Linked DNA regions of Mus musculus: region 2 is linked to region 1. Evidence: chromatin contacts called from public Hi-C data. All regions are on one chromosome and are shown on one strand. Each heading gives the region's core, a stretch centred on a gene start, on an enhancer-like site or on the middle of the called end of the contact. The rest is flanking DNA. Distances are from core to core; before and after follow the strand shown.

Evidence for each region. A called contact is a pair of places that touch in the nucleus more often than the background predicts.
Region 2: a contact with region 1 is called in a Hi-C map of liver, with 3 times the contacts expected there. The contact joins two enhancer-like sites. A contact is called at or near these places in 2 of 484 Hi-C or Micro-C datasets (large pre-B cells and liver).

The regions. Positions count from the first base shown.
Region 1 is chr4:57,509,781-57,516,726 of GRCm38.p6, forward strand. It overlaps a transcript of Pakap not described here. Among named protein-coding and RNA genes, the nearest start is that of Pakap, 55 kb to the right of the region's middle. Within about 2 kb of position 4,676, at least 9 of the 459 cell types and tissues checked have an H3K27ac peak or open chromatin away from gene starts, as enhancers often do. A contact at or near this core is called in liver, where this site is marked.
Region 2 is chr4:57,880,898-57,887,798 of GRCm38.p6, forward strand. Pakap (paralemmin A kinase anchor protein) reads left to right here. Exons shown (of 11, transcript NM_001384150.1): 9 at 2,127-2,305; 10 at 5,392-5,430. Among named protein-coding and RNA genes, the nearest start is that of Gm26138, 6.9 kb to the left of the region's middle. Within about 2 kb of position 5,339, at least 23 of the 459 cell types and tissues checked have an H3K27ac peak or open chromatin away from gene starts, as enhancers often do. A contact at or near this core is called in liver, where this site is marked.

The DNA of each region.
Region 1 (6,946 bases), core at 3,426-5,925:
ATAGGACAAAAAGTAACTCTGTGTTCTTGGATGGGGAAAATCATATTGTAAAGATGCCACACTTTCCTCAAATAATATACGAAATTAATACCACTTCAGTTAAAATCCTAGTGAAATTTTCACAAATAGAGTTTAAAGTTCATTTGTGTATATAAATGGAGAGCCAAGAAAAATACAGTGTTTTTGCTTCCCTAGTTCAAAAGTCAATCTATGAATGTATGGTAATTAAAACATCATGGTACTGCGGGAGGATTGAAAAATGAAACCAGCAAGCATGACCCGCCAGACTCCTGCCTTGTGTGTGTAGCATGACGACGGCTGGCATGATCGAGTCCTTACCGCGTGCCTGGCGCTGCAGCAGGTGTGCTGTTACTGTGCTATTCATGTTCTTCTCACAGAGTCCCTCCAAGTCATCCCAGAACGCCTGCAGGCGAGGACACAAGCCCAGGGCCACAGGTGTGGGATTTTCATGACTGAGATTCCATCTCTTGGGAGGTCAGGACAGAGGGACCAGGAGTTCAAGACCACCCTCAGGGACATAGTATGAAGCCAGCCTGGACTACATGAGAATCTGACTCCCTTCTAACCTCCAAAAGTTAATAATTATAATTAAAACAACAAAACTCTTTTTGTAATTTTATTTTTCTATTTTATGTGCATTGGTGTTTTGCCTGTATGATTACTGAATCCTCCCTCCCTCCCTCCCTCCCTCCCTCCCTCCCTCCCTCCCTCCCTCCCTCCCTCCCTCCCTTCCTTCCTTCCTTCCTTCCTTCCTTCCTTCCTTCCTTCCTTCCTTCCGCTGTCTTTTATTTCCTTTTGGTGCTTCAATTGAAGCCAAGGATTTGCATATATGAGGTGGGGACCTGTGATGGTTGGTTTTTGGTCAAATTGACACAAATTAGAGCCACCTGGGACAAAGGAACCTCAGTTGCTTCCTTCAGAGTGTCCTGTGGCTGTGACATGTTTTCTTAGTTAATGATTGATGTAGGCGGGCCCAGCCTGCTGTGAGTGGCACCATCACTAGGCAATGGTATGGATTGCAGAAGAAAGCAAGCTGAATCTAAGTCTGAGGACCTAGGTAGTAAACGGTGCTCTTCCAAGGACTCCATCTCAGTCCTCTAGGCTCCTGCCTCCAGGTTCCTCCCCTGACTTCCCCCAGTGGTGGACTGACACCTGGGATGTGTAGACCAGATAAATCCCTTCTTCTGCAGAGTTGGTTTTTGTCAGTGTTCTATCATAGCACTAGAGAAGCAAGCTAGGTAGGACAGGGTTATTCTTATGAGCCACATCCTCCGTCTTTACAACCTTTTCATTTTATCATGAGATAAAATGAAAAGTCTGACTAAGAGTCTCACTGAGTTGCTTAGACTGCCCTTAAACTCACTCTGTAGCCTAACTAGGCCTTAAATACATAGTCCTTCTCCTTCAGCCCTGATTACAGACCTGTGCGACTGGGCCTAGCTGAATACTGAATCTTTTGCTGGCCCTTTAAATGTTTAGATTTTGTGTTCAAATCAAGATAACTCAATTTACTTCCTCCTGTCCCATCACTGGGCAGAAAAACAAATGATTGTTGCTACAGCCTTTGAGCATAGTTGGTAAATGTGAATTAAAACTATTCTTAGCCATGAATACAGTTATAGGATTTTTTGCATATGCACATATGGGTGATGCGTGTGTGCGTGAGTATGCATGTTTGCATGTCTGTCGGTACATGTGTATGCTGCTGCACATGTGAGCCTGTGGGAACTTGAGGTTAATGGTAGGTATTTTCTTCATTGCTTTCCACATTGCATATTGAGGCAGGGTCTCCTATGAGGCAGACTAGCTCACCTGGGCTAGTCTGGCTAGGCAGCTAGCTCTGGGGATTCCTGTCTGGGTCTCTTGTGTGCTGGAATTATAGATAGGCTGCCACACCCACCTGCCTTTTTTGTGAGTCCTGGCAGTCTGTACTCCAGGCACAGCCACTGCCCTCCTTAATGACTTTGACTAAAGGAATGACAGGGTGGGCACATGGAGATATATACTCAGGGATGCTTCTTGGAGCAAAGACGTAAAACCAAAAGTACAACCAATCTAACTGACCAGCTGTGCAGACTGGCTCAATAAAGTAAGGTGCAATGTGCAAATGTTGTGTCAGCTTTTCTTGGGGAGTCACAAACATCCAGATAGAGAGCACTGTCAATAGACCAAAGTCCAATTCCACCAAAGCCAAGCTTGCTGAACTGATGAATTTATTGTGCTTTCACTTAAAGGGGTTACCAAAAGAAGGATTGGTGTTCCCAAAGCTGCCATAGCATTGGAAAGCCTCACTCTAGCATGGGTAGAAATTCCCCAGAGCTGCATAGACAGAATTATCCACAGTCCCTCGTTAACTTTCCAGTCTATTATCTCTCAGGACCTTGGGATCATATGCAGTCAGCCTAGAATCACACAGAGCTGGGAAGGAGGGGTAGGAAGAAGAGCCTGGAATCCTAACCAAACTCTAATGACCTTCCCATGTCCTCCTGTGAGGGAATGTCAACAGGCTCAGTCTTCAAGGGGCTTTTGCAGGTAATCATATTGTTCTAATTAAGACATGAGCAGCTAGGGTGCTCAAAGAATGACACTATAGTATGGTGGAGTACTATACAGATATTAAAAATATGGCCTAGAACTATGCATAGTCAAAGGAAAAGGTTAATCTCGGTACCCAGGAGGCTGAAGCAGGGGGATCATTAGATCAAGGGCAACCTGTGCAGGCTATATAGGGGCACTTGTCTAAAAATAAAATACCAGAACAACAACAACAGAAAAGGGGCAAGGGAGAAGAGAAGGGGGAGAGGAGGAGGCAGCAGAGAAAGGAAAAACTATACAAGGTGCATTGAAGAATATATCAAAATACTAGAGCGCCTTGAATTGTGTTTCACAATGATCCCAATAAGACCACACATGCACAGAAACACACACATATACATGCATGCATGAAAATGTATACATGCACAGAAGAATATAGACATACATACATACATATGTACACACATGCATGGAAAATACAAACACACAAATATATACACATGTTTACATACACAAATTCGTGGAACACACACATGCACACATACATATCACATACACAGAAGAACACAAATAGACACATATATGCACACATAATCACAGAAAAACAGACACATACACATATAAACATATACATTAAAACATATATACACACATACATACATATACATACACAGACACACACAGATACACATGCACATCCCACACACAAACATACAAATACCCATACAAACACACATACACAACTACACACACAAATATATAAGTTTAAAAATGCATGTAAATATACAAATACATATACAAAATGTATGTACACACAAAATAAGCACAACCTCCCCACAGAGACACAAAATACATATATACTCAAGTACATATATAGACATACACCAAACCATAGAAACACAGATACATAAACATGCATAGATACACATAAACACACACACAAAATCTGCCTATCCCCCTAGGTCCCATGTTTTCTATTCTGTGGCTGTAACCATTGCTCAAGAGACCTCGGACCTTCCCATGCTGACCTGGGTCCTAGAAAGAAGGTGCCGTAGATATTTGGTGTTTGTGGGAACTCCCCAGCCTGGGAGTGTGCTTTCCACAACAGAAGCCAGTTTCCTATTGATCCAGCCTCCCCTTTACCTACAGCCCTGAAAGATACTGTGGCTGTGTTCAATCTATCAGGTGTCCCTGTCCTGGGTTTGGAGTCCTAAACGGGAGGCTTAAAGCAGCGGGTACCACAAGGTCAATCCGGCAGAGGTGATGGCAGACGCAGGAGTTCCTAGGAGTAGCAATGACAGGACTTCTTGGGGAAGCAGCCAGAGCCCAGCATCTGTAGGTTCAGCAGAGCGAGCCATGGACTGCTGACCTGTAGCTCTGCAGGGAGGGTTCTAAGTTATCTCTGGCCACTCAGCTTCTAAGCCAGCAGTTCTCAACCTGTGGGTCATTACCTCGTGTGTGTGTGTGTGTGTGTGTGTGTGTGTGTGTGTGTGAGTGACCCTTTCACAGGGGTCACCCAAGACTATCAGAAAACATAGATATTTACATTACAATTCATAGCAGTAGCAAAATTACAGTTATGAAGTAACAATGAAATAATTTTATGATTGGGAGTCACCACAACAGGAGGTTTGCAGCATTAAGAAGGTTGTGAATTGCTATTCAAAGCCCAGCGTGCTAGACTTCCCAAAGATGTGCCCCAGCAGGATGGGGGTTGGGGGTAATGCTATGATTCGAAAACACCTCTTTTGTTAGTTTGCTTTCCACGAGCTTACTGCCAAAGAACTCTGATTGATAATTATTTTTGGCACGGCCATATTTTGTGGAGAAATCTGATTTCAACATCCATTATTGCAGATTTCTTAAATTAGAACACACTTTTAGGTCAAGCTGATGTGTTTTGGCAGCTTCGTTTATTCAGAGCCGTGGGATCCAACGGGGTAGCTATTGCGCACAGATGGCTATAAACTTAAATTAATTAAGAGTAAATGAAACCTTCAGCCACCACGTAACTGCTCAGTAGCTGCATGTGGCGGGAGGTTAGTGTACTTTACAGTGACATTTAAGACTTTCCCATCACCGCAGAGAGGTCTACTGGACAGCAGAGTCTACGGTACCTTGAACTCTCACCTCATCCCAGCCCCGAGCAACCGAAGAGGAAAGATTACTTTGGGATATATGAGCAACCCCATGTAACCACATTATAATACGAAAACCCACATTAACCCTGCAAGTAGATCGATGCATACTTTTACCTCACTGTTTAAATCGTTCTTGCGTCTTGACCTCTGTCTTCTGACCTCCCTTTTTCTTCGCCGAGACTGGGACTGTGAGTTGACTCAGGTTATTTAGACACGGGCCACAAATCCTCTCAGAGTTCGGCGGTCCTGATGAGGTTTCCGTGAGTGTGATGATATGATCCAGCGGGGAATTGGTGTGGAAGGAGCCCGGGGGAGGAGGTGAATCTCTGATTCCGGATCTGCCTTTGAGCAAATCACTCCACTTTCTAGGTTCCAGTTCTCTCAGCGGTCAACTGAAACAATTCAGTGGAGTCATTTCTAAGCGTGCTCCACGATCTCATGTGGACCCCCCGGTGACTCCGCTCAAGAGAGGTTAAACTCCTCTCAAGTGCGGGGCAGTGGTGGCTCACGCCTTTAATCCCAGCACTCGGGAGGCAGAGGCAGGCGGATTTTTGAGTTCGAGGCCAGCCTGGTCTACAAAGTGAGTTCCAGGACAGCCAGGGCTACACAGAGAAACCCTGTCCTGAAAAACCAAAAAAACCCAAAACAAAACAAAAACCAAGGCAGGGGTAGTTGGGAGGCAGGCAATACATTGATTACATCACTCCCAGAGAGAAGTCCTTATTCAATATGGTGGGCACTGACCAATTTTACCGGTGGCAAAGCTCATAATATAAAATGGAAAAATAACAAAGTGAGATTATACTGCCCCCTACTTCATAGCCATTTTTTTATTGTTATGGTGGTTAATGTTCAAATGTTTGCGAGCGACTTGCAAATAACTAAATTTTAAATTTGTACGCTTTCTTTTTGGGTGGCCCAACTTCAGGCTTGGCAACTCATTGCCTGCTATGGGAACACAGTCTCCCTGCAAGAGATCAAATTGTTCCAAATAGCTAGCTGTGTGTTCTCCTAAAAAACAAATTCAAACTCACATTTCAAAGTTACTGGGTGAGATAGGCCACCTGGTATATATCAGAGAAAGAATGCAGGGTCCTGCAAAGGGCTTCCTTCCTACTAAGGAATTCCAGTCTATACCTCCATGTCCTCCCCCTCACTTGACTCTGCTATTATCAGTCTGAATGTTAGTCCCGAGTTTCTTGAGAAGCAAGGGTATTTTAGGAGAGGCCATGAAGCCAGAGCTGATTTCATGGGGTTGAGTCTCTAAAAATTGCTTACCATTATGGCTGTGTGTGTGTGAGTGTGTGTGTGTATGTATGTATGTGTGTGTGCATGTGTGTGCACAAATGTGTATGTGTATATGCATGTGTGTATTATGTGTGTGTGGACCCACATGTGGGTGTGCTGATATCCATGTCTGTGCACAGAGGAAGACATCAGTGTCCTGCTCTGTTGCTATCTAACTTACTCCTTTGAGACAGGATCCTTTATTGATCCTGAAAGTAGACCTGCAGCCAGCAAATCCCAGTGACCCTCCTGTTTCCACCCACAACAGTGTTGGGATTTCAGGCAAGTGCAGCCATGCCTGGCATTTCACATGGGTGCTGGGATCTGCCTTGGGTCCTCAAGCCCTTTACCCAGTGAGCTGTCTCTCTAGCCTCTTTTAGAATTTCCTAGCACTAATCTGTATGTTTCTTATTGTCCGTAGGTTGTTGCATCCACAATGCCACCTCATAATCTTTTTCTCTGGGCTTAGCATTCCCTATAAAGTGGTTACAGCTTTTGGTCACTATCTACCTTATTCCAAAGAAGGGGAGCCAGGGGCTCTAGGAGGTAGCAGCTTACCTCTCCTTGTTCACACCTCAAAGCTGACCAGCAGTATAGAGGCGAGAAGCTTTGGAAGTGGGAGTTGCCAGACAGATTTTGTCACCACATGTAGATGGGAAATGCTCACAGGTACAGAAGATGGGGGTTAAAGAACTCCACTCTGGTGACAGCAACTGATCCCCCTCCCCATCATTACACTTAAAAACCCTTTACCCCAGCACTTGGACATTTTGAAACTTTGTGCGATCTTTCTAGACCCCTCTCCTTAAGAGTTAAGGGTCAGTTTTGGGCACACATGACTTCTTAAGAATCCTACAGACTAACAAGTCACATTAGCAATAGAAAGAAAATAGTAACCTTATGCCAGGGATCAATATTAACGCAGGTATCTGTAGAACAGTTTTTCTCCTGGTTAAGGTAAT
Region 2 (6,901 bases), core at 4,089-6,588, 370 kb after region 1:
GAAAAGGATTTATAGACGATTGGAATGATCTGTGTCTTCCTGTGATTTTTTACAGTTTACAGATGACAGTCACTTCAGTATCCAGAGATGATAAACAGTATAGTAAGAAAACGGCTTTCACAGACCTTAAAATAAAGTCTTATTTGGCAAAGACATCAGTGTGAAAACCAGAAGCTAAGTGTAGACAGTTTACTCTGCTTCCTAGACATTTACTGTTGGAAGAAGGGTTGATGGGAGATGGTCTGGACATTTGAGAGGGTGGCCAGCAACAGTCACCAACCTGACAGTGTGTGAAACAACGTTTCTGGCTTTCCAGACTTGCACAGATCGTATGTAGAATGCCCAAGGGATTACACAGTCTCACCCCACGGTTGTATTATTTCTTCAGATTCCGGTCAAATAGCAGCTACAGTCATTGGATGCTTTCTGTTCTGGATATTAACCTTTACCAGTGTTAACTTAGTCTTTATAGCAACTATGTAATATTAAGAGTAAGGAACTGGCCCAGAGCTATTTGACTGATGGCTGGTAAGTAGTGGGTTCAAACTCCAGCATACTGGCTCTAGACTCGAGATCTAGAGCATGCATGCTTACCACTCTCATGTACTGTTTCTCAAAGTTTCATTTAAAAGACCATTGTGAGTCTGGGGTTGTGGCCCAGTTGGTAGAGGCTTGCCTGGCATACATGAGGCCCAGAGTTTGGTCCCCAGTACAACCTAAAGTTAGATATAGTGGCATATGCCTATATTTCCAGCATTCAAGGAGAGTATAAGCTCAAGATTATCTTTAGCTACATACTGAGTTCAAGGCCAGCATAGGCTACAGAAGACTATTTCAAACTTCCCACCTCCTCTTCAACTCTGCTCTCTCTGTGTAGATCTGGCTGTCCTGGAACTCACAGAAATCTGTCTACCTCTGTCGCTGACTCCCAAGTGCTAGGATTAAAGATGTATAAGAAAACTGTTCACTATTGCTCCATCTCAGAGATGCAATTGAGTCTCTGTAGCACTAAAATCCACCCACGCATGCCTTGATGATCTAGAAGTGAAGGCTGGGGATTTACCACCTGTGAGAAGTGGGTCTCTAGGAGCTAAGGGCTCTGTTGGTAGAGCGCTTGCTTGGATTCAGTCACCAGCAAGGCATAAAGCAGGCATCGTGGCTGAGCTTGTAACCCTAGCGCCTGGGAGGAAGAAGCAGAAGTGAGTTTTGAAGTCAGTCTGGGCTATGTGAGTTCAAGGCCATCCTTCACATCGTGAGATACTGTCTTAAGAAACATGAATCTCCAAGGTGCCAACTCCTCTTGACAGCCTACTGTTGTGATCTGTGAATGAACACGTGTCCCTGTATATTTGGAACCAGTGTCTATCTGCCTGGCATATGTTCGAAGGATGCTGAGTATGCCTAGAGGCCCCACACCATTGCTCAAATCTCCCCACCTGGCAACTCTTGAGGGGCGATCTCAAGAGCTCAATCTTACCTTTCCACCTCTATTGTCACTCATTCCAGAAAGTCTAGGACCTTAGCAAAAGGTCTTTGGGACTCTAGCAGGTAAGATAAATGAAAGAAGTTAGCTAATTAAGCCTGGTGTCTCCTGAGAAGCTGGAGTCTTATTCTCATTCAAAGACTTCTCTATACCAGGGCAGGTCAACTAGTAATTGATTACCCCTGATGCAGGGGGCAAAGGATGCTGGGAGTGCTGGGGACAAACTTTGGCTCAAGTGGCCTTTGTAGATTCTCAGCTTCCTTACCTGTGAGAAGTTGGTTTCTACAGTGCTACAACCTCTGACAGCTTTATGATACTATCTGAGAGAATTCGTCTCCACAATCTTGGAGCTAATGTCTGTCTGTCTGTCTGTCTTTCTGCCTGCCTGCCTGACATGTTGCAAAGTGCCTGCCATTCCCATTTGAGTGAACTTTAGCTCTGGTGTCACTGTGGTGTGTGTTGAACAGGTTTGCACTTCGTTCTCTTAATGAAACCCTTTGACTTAACCATGACTCCGCTCTGCTCTTGAGTTTGCAAGTGTGTGCGAGTGCCCGAGAGACAGTTTTTTTTTTTTCTTCCTTCTACAAGCAGTGCCTGCTGAGCAGATGAGCTTAGAAAGGGTGTTCTCTTCGTGTTGTTTCAGGGAAAATAGAGAAAGTCAAACCTCCTCCATCCCCCACAACTGAAGGTCCCAGCTTACAGCCTGACTTAGCCCCTGAAGAGGCTGCCGGAACCCAGCGGCCCAAGAACCTGATGCAGACCCTCATGGAAGACTATGAGACCCACAAATCTAAAAGGCGCGAGAGAATGGATGATAGTAGTGTAAGTTTTTCCTCCTTTCCTTTCTCTTTTCTGAAGGTGACCTTGAGTGTGGCATGCCTGTATCTTGGATGTGTGTGCAATTTATCTGCTTCTCTTGCTTGCCTCATGATTCTGAAACCTATTTTCAAATGAGTGGTTTAATGTGCCTCGGGGACTAAGTATCTATCATCAAGAGCTGGTTGTTTGGTGGCTAAGCCAAGCTTGAGGTGGTGGGCGAGGCTGGTCCATGAGATGGTGGGGTGGAGGAAGATGATGTGCCTGGGCAATACATCGAAGAAGGATGCAGTCTCTCTGGATGTGCTCTCAGGCTTCAAAAGCTGCATTGTGATCTATCCTCGTATATGTCGCACACTGCTCAAGAGACTAGGTCTGTTTGGGGTTCTTTGTGTGTGTAGTTGGACAGGAAAGAGACATTTTAAATGACTGCTAAAAACCACACAACTACCCCTCTCCCTTCAACCTTCCCAACTCTGTACATGTTGGATGTGTGCCCTATGAAAGGAAGTCATCTGCACTGTGGTTTCCTTGTCCAGTAAGAGATTTAAGAGGTCTTTCTGAAGGGTTCCCCACAAGCCTAGGAGGGGCAGCCCCAGGTTATGTATAAACACCCTAGAGTCTCAATCTTATATCTTTCACCAAAGTACTCCTCCCACCCCCGGAAACCCCCCCCTCCTCCATTATACTGAGGTCACAAGTAGCTTGGATTGATAAACCACCTAGTGTCTACCTGTTGACCTGTGTGTTTATGAACAACATCCCCTTTCACTCTTCCAAGTTTGGATGAGCTATGCAGTTACCCTCAACTTGAATGCTCTGAGGTTCACAGTAGGAAGTCCCTGCCAACTCAATGACTTTCATCTCCTGGCTGGATAATCCCAAGTTAGAGAGTTTCCGGGATGAATGCCAGATGCTGAAGGCCCCTTTTCAGCTAGAGGGATAAAGAAGAGATACACACACACACACACACACACACACACACACACACACACACACCCCTCTTCTTAATCACGAAGGAATATCTCTGCTGTGAGGCCAAGAGGCTCCTCTGTGGATGGAGCCCTGGCTTAGGTAGCAGCTGCAGACAGTTCTACCGCATTTCACTGGACAGGTGCCAGCAGCTTACTGTCTACTCAACCATGTTAGCAGCCCCTTTGGGTGTAGAGTCCTTCTTTAGGTGTTTTTAGTTGCCGACTGAAGTGCAGTCTTAGAAGCATATGGTTTCTTCCCTCCACCTGATTCAACAGTGTACAGCAGCAGCTTTGCTGACCATGAGCTGAAGAGCCCTGGGCCATTCAGTCATGACCCACGTAAACGCTTTCTCAGTGCATTCTGTGTTGATTGTGTGTGCTTTTTTTTGCACTGGAGTGCTGATGTTAAGTGGAGGAAAGTGATCCCCAGGCCTGGTGCACAGGCCTGTAACCCCAGACATTGGAAATGGGAAGTAGGAAGATAACATGGTCAGGGTCTGCCTGGGACATAGTGGAAAGAGGTACTTATGTCACAGGCAGAACACTAGACCCCCCACCCGCACCCCTTTCTGGTAAACTCTGATACTCAGGAACCCACATCAGGTGCCAATGGGGCCCAGTTTTCTCCAATTGCTAATGGCTTCCTGTCTCTATCTCACCCAAGTAAAGGAACATGTTGGCTAAGGCAGAAACCTACGAGTGAATCAATTTATTTTTATTTTTATTTGAGGGCTGGGTGTTTTGAGCTTTTTTCCTCGAATCACCCTAGAACAAAATCTGTCAATTGTTGAAAAGTTTTAGGGATAGGACAAATTCCAATCCCCATATCCCTACTTGTGCCTTTTAATGAAGACTCAAATCTCAAAAACACATACTCAAATTGCTTCTTGAAAAATTATATGGGTGTCAGCCTGAATTGATTTCCAAGTCACCTGCTAGCCTGTCTCTCAGCCCTTTCAATGTAGGGCACCTTTCTACGCCTCTGTATAGAGAAAAGCAAGCTTCATTTCCCCAAGTTGGTCCCTAGCCCTGTCTCCATTTTCCCGGTTTCTGGAAAGGATGGGTGGCTTGGTAGAGGTTATGGAGTTGGCCTTCCTGTCCCTAAAAGCTAGAGGTGATTGTCTTTAGGGCCATATAATTCTGTCCTCCTGAGCCATTCAAACACATGTTTTTAGGGTGACACATGGCCTCTTGGATTTCTGCCTCCTTAAGTGCCTCACGTGGTTCATGCTGTCACCTTCATTTGTCAAATGACTCAGTGACAAAAGAACAGAACAAAAACTCACTTTTCAAAAGGTTCCCCTGCCTCCCTGCTTAGAACTTGGGCAAACTGCTCTCTGTCCTCTTTACTGATCTTCACCCACCTGGACCAGCTACCTTGTCCTGTGTTATCTCTGGTGAGTGTCTCTAGGAACTAACAGAACACTCCATTTCCTAGGTACCCACACTAGTCCTAAATAATAATCCCAAAAGATTATCCAAGGACCGTCCCAAGCTTGGAATCTCATCTAGACCCACAGGTTCCTCTTTCACTGACAGTGCCATCCTTAGGTTTGTTTTAGAGAAACTACCCCGAAAACCTGGCCCTTCCTCCCTTCCTCCTTCCCCATTCCCTCCCTCCCTTTCCCTTCATGTCCCCCCTCTTCATTCTACTCTTGGGGTCTTACTGTAATAATGCAATGGGGTACAGGACTGTTTAAGGTTCAGAGAAACCCTCAGGAAAAGAAAAGGACATTTGGTTATAGAATCCATCAAATCCAGAATGGCCATCTAGGTCCTCGCTGGTGGGCAGCTGGTTAGACAATGGGGAAGACGAAATCCTGTTAATTCAACAGAAAAATGCAAACAAGACCTTGAATTAACAAACCTCGGCTTATCTGATATTTTTATTAATGAGTATTAGAGTATCTACTTGCCTCAAGAGATACAGGCGTTTAAATAAACAAATATCAGATGAATCAATACTTGAGAGGTTGTATAATGATCCTCCCCCTCCCCCCAAGCCTCTTCCCTCTTACTCACTTCTGGCATGGTGCCAGAGCCCAGCCGCTGGGGGCGGGGGAGTCTGTGAGTGTGCCTCTGCCGTGTACTAACCCTGGTCTTTTCCCTCTCTGCCAGTACACCTCTAAGTTACTGTCTTGCAAGGTGACTTCCGAGGTACTTTTCAAACTTGTCTGTCTGCGTCCTGATGCATGCTTGATCTTGGTGCACGCGGTTGTGGTTTGCTGTCTCATGCTGTGTTCAATAAGAATGTCAAGAAAAAGCCTCCTCTCCATGTGTGTTTTCTGCCTGACCTTTCTGAATTGGGGAACTGACTTAAATATTGGTGTCCAGATGATAATGAACACCGCTGTGCTGTGCTGTGCTGTGCTGTGCTGTGCTGTGCTGGGACGTGGGGTTGGAGAAGACCTTGGTCACCCAAGGGTCTGGAAGATGTTGAACTTGAGGGCAACTATTGACAGACTGTGTGGATTCTTGTAGTTTCTTCAGGCACAGGTAGCAAATGAGTTCTAGTCTGGTTAGCAAGCAGTGCCACCCGTACAGGCCAATCTTGTGATTTTTGACTAGTCCTTTATTAACCTTACCACAATTCCCAGAGAGCTCTGCACTATGGACTGAGGACAACTTATTTCAAAGGCAAACCATCCCAGTCCCTCTTCCCTCCTCCCTCCCTCCAGTCTTAGGACCTGTATTTCTGTTCTGGAAGCTCAGCTAAGCAGCGGTCTTTCCCCAAACCTCCTCTTTCCCCATACAAGTTCCATTAACATAGATTTCACAAATATATGTGCTCTGAGAATGCAATACTTGTGTGGCTGGAGAGATGGCTCCGCAGTTAAAAATTCTTCATGTTCCTGCCAAGGACTAGGGGAGTTTGATTCCTGGCACCAAAAACATCTGGTGTGTCACAATCACCTGTAACATTAGCTCCAAAGGTTCTGATGGCCTCTTCTGGCCTCGGTAGGAGTACCTAGGTAGATAGGTACTCTCACACACCCACACACATGGATTGGATCCAGGGCATATACATATATATTTGAAAAAAAATTTTTTTTAAATGTAAAGCCAAGCATGGTGTCACATGATTATAATCCCAGTGCTTAAAAGACACAGGCAGGAGGATCCCTGTGAGTTCAAGGTCAGCCTGGTCTACATAGTGAGTTCTTAGACAACCAGAGCTGCACAGAGAAACCTCGTCTTTCCCCAACACCAAATTAAACATGTAAAGTATTGTATGTCTACACACATAAATGCATGCACACATACATATAGACACACATACATATATACACACATACATGTATACACATATACACATACACATGTGTGCCTAGGACTGAATCCAGGGAAATGTCGGGCAAGCACTGTCTAGATAGTTTTAGTTCTATTTTTATTCCTTTTCTTAAAAAAGTTTTTTTTTTTTTTTTTCTGGGGTTGGGGATTTAGCTCAGTGGTAGAACACTTGCTTAGCAAGCGTAAGGCCCTGGGTTTGGTCCTCAGCTCTGGAAAAAAAAAAAAGTTTTTTTCTTTTTTTCAACGTTGTTTTTTTCTGTAAGAAAGCACAACACTTTATATTTTTATTTCTGCTGTACTGAATTTGTATTTCAGAAGAACTGTTTCAAGTGTACAG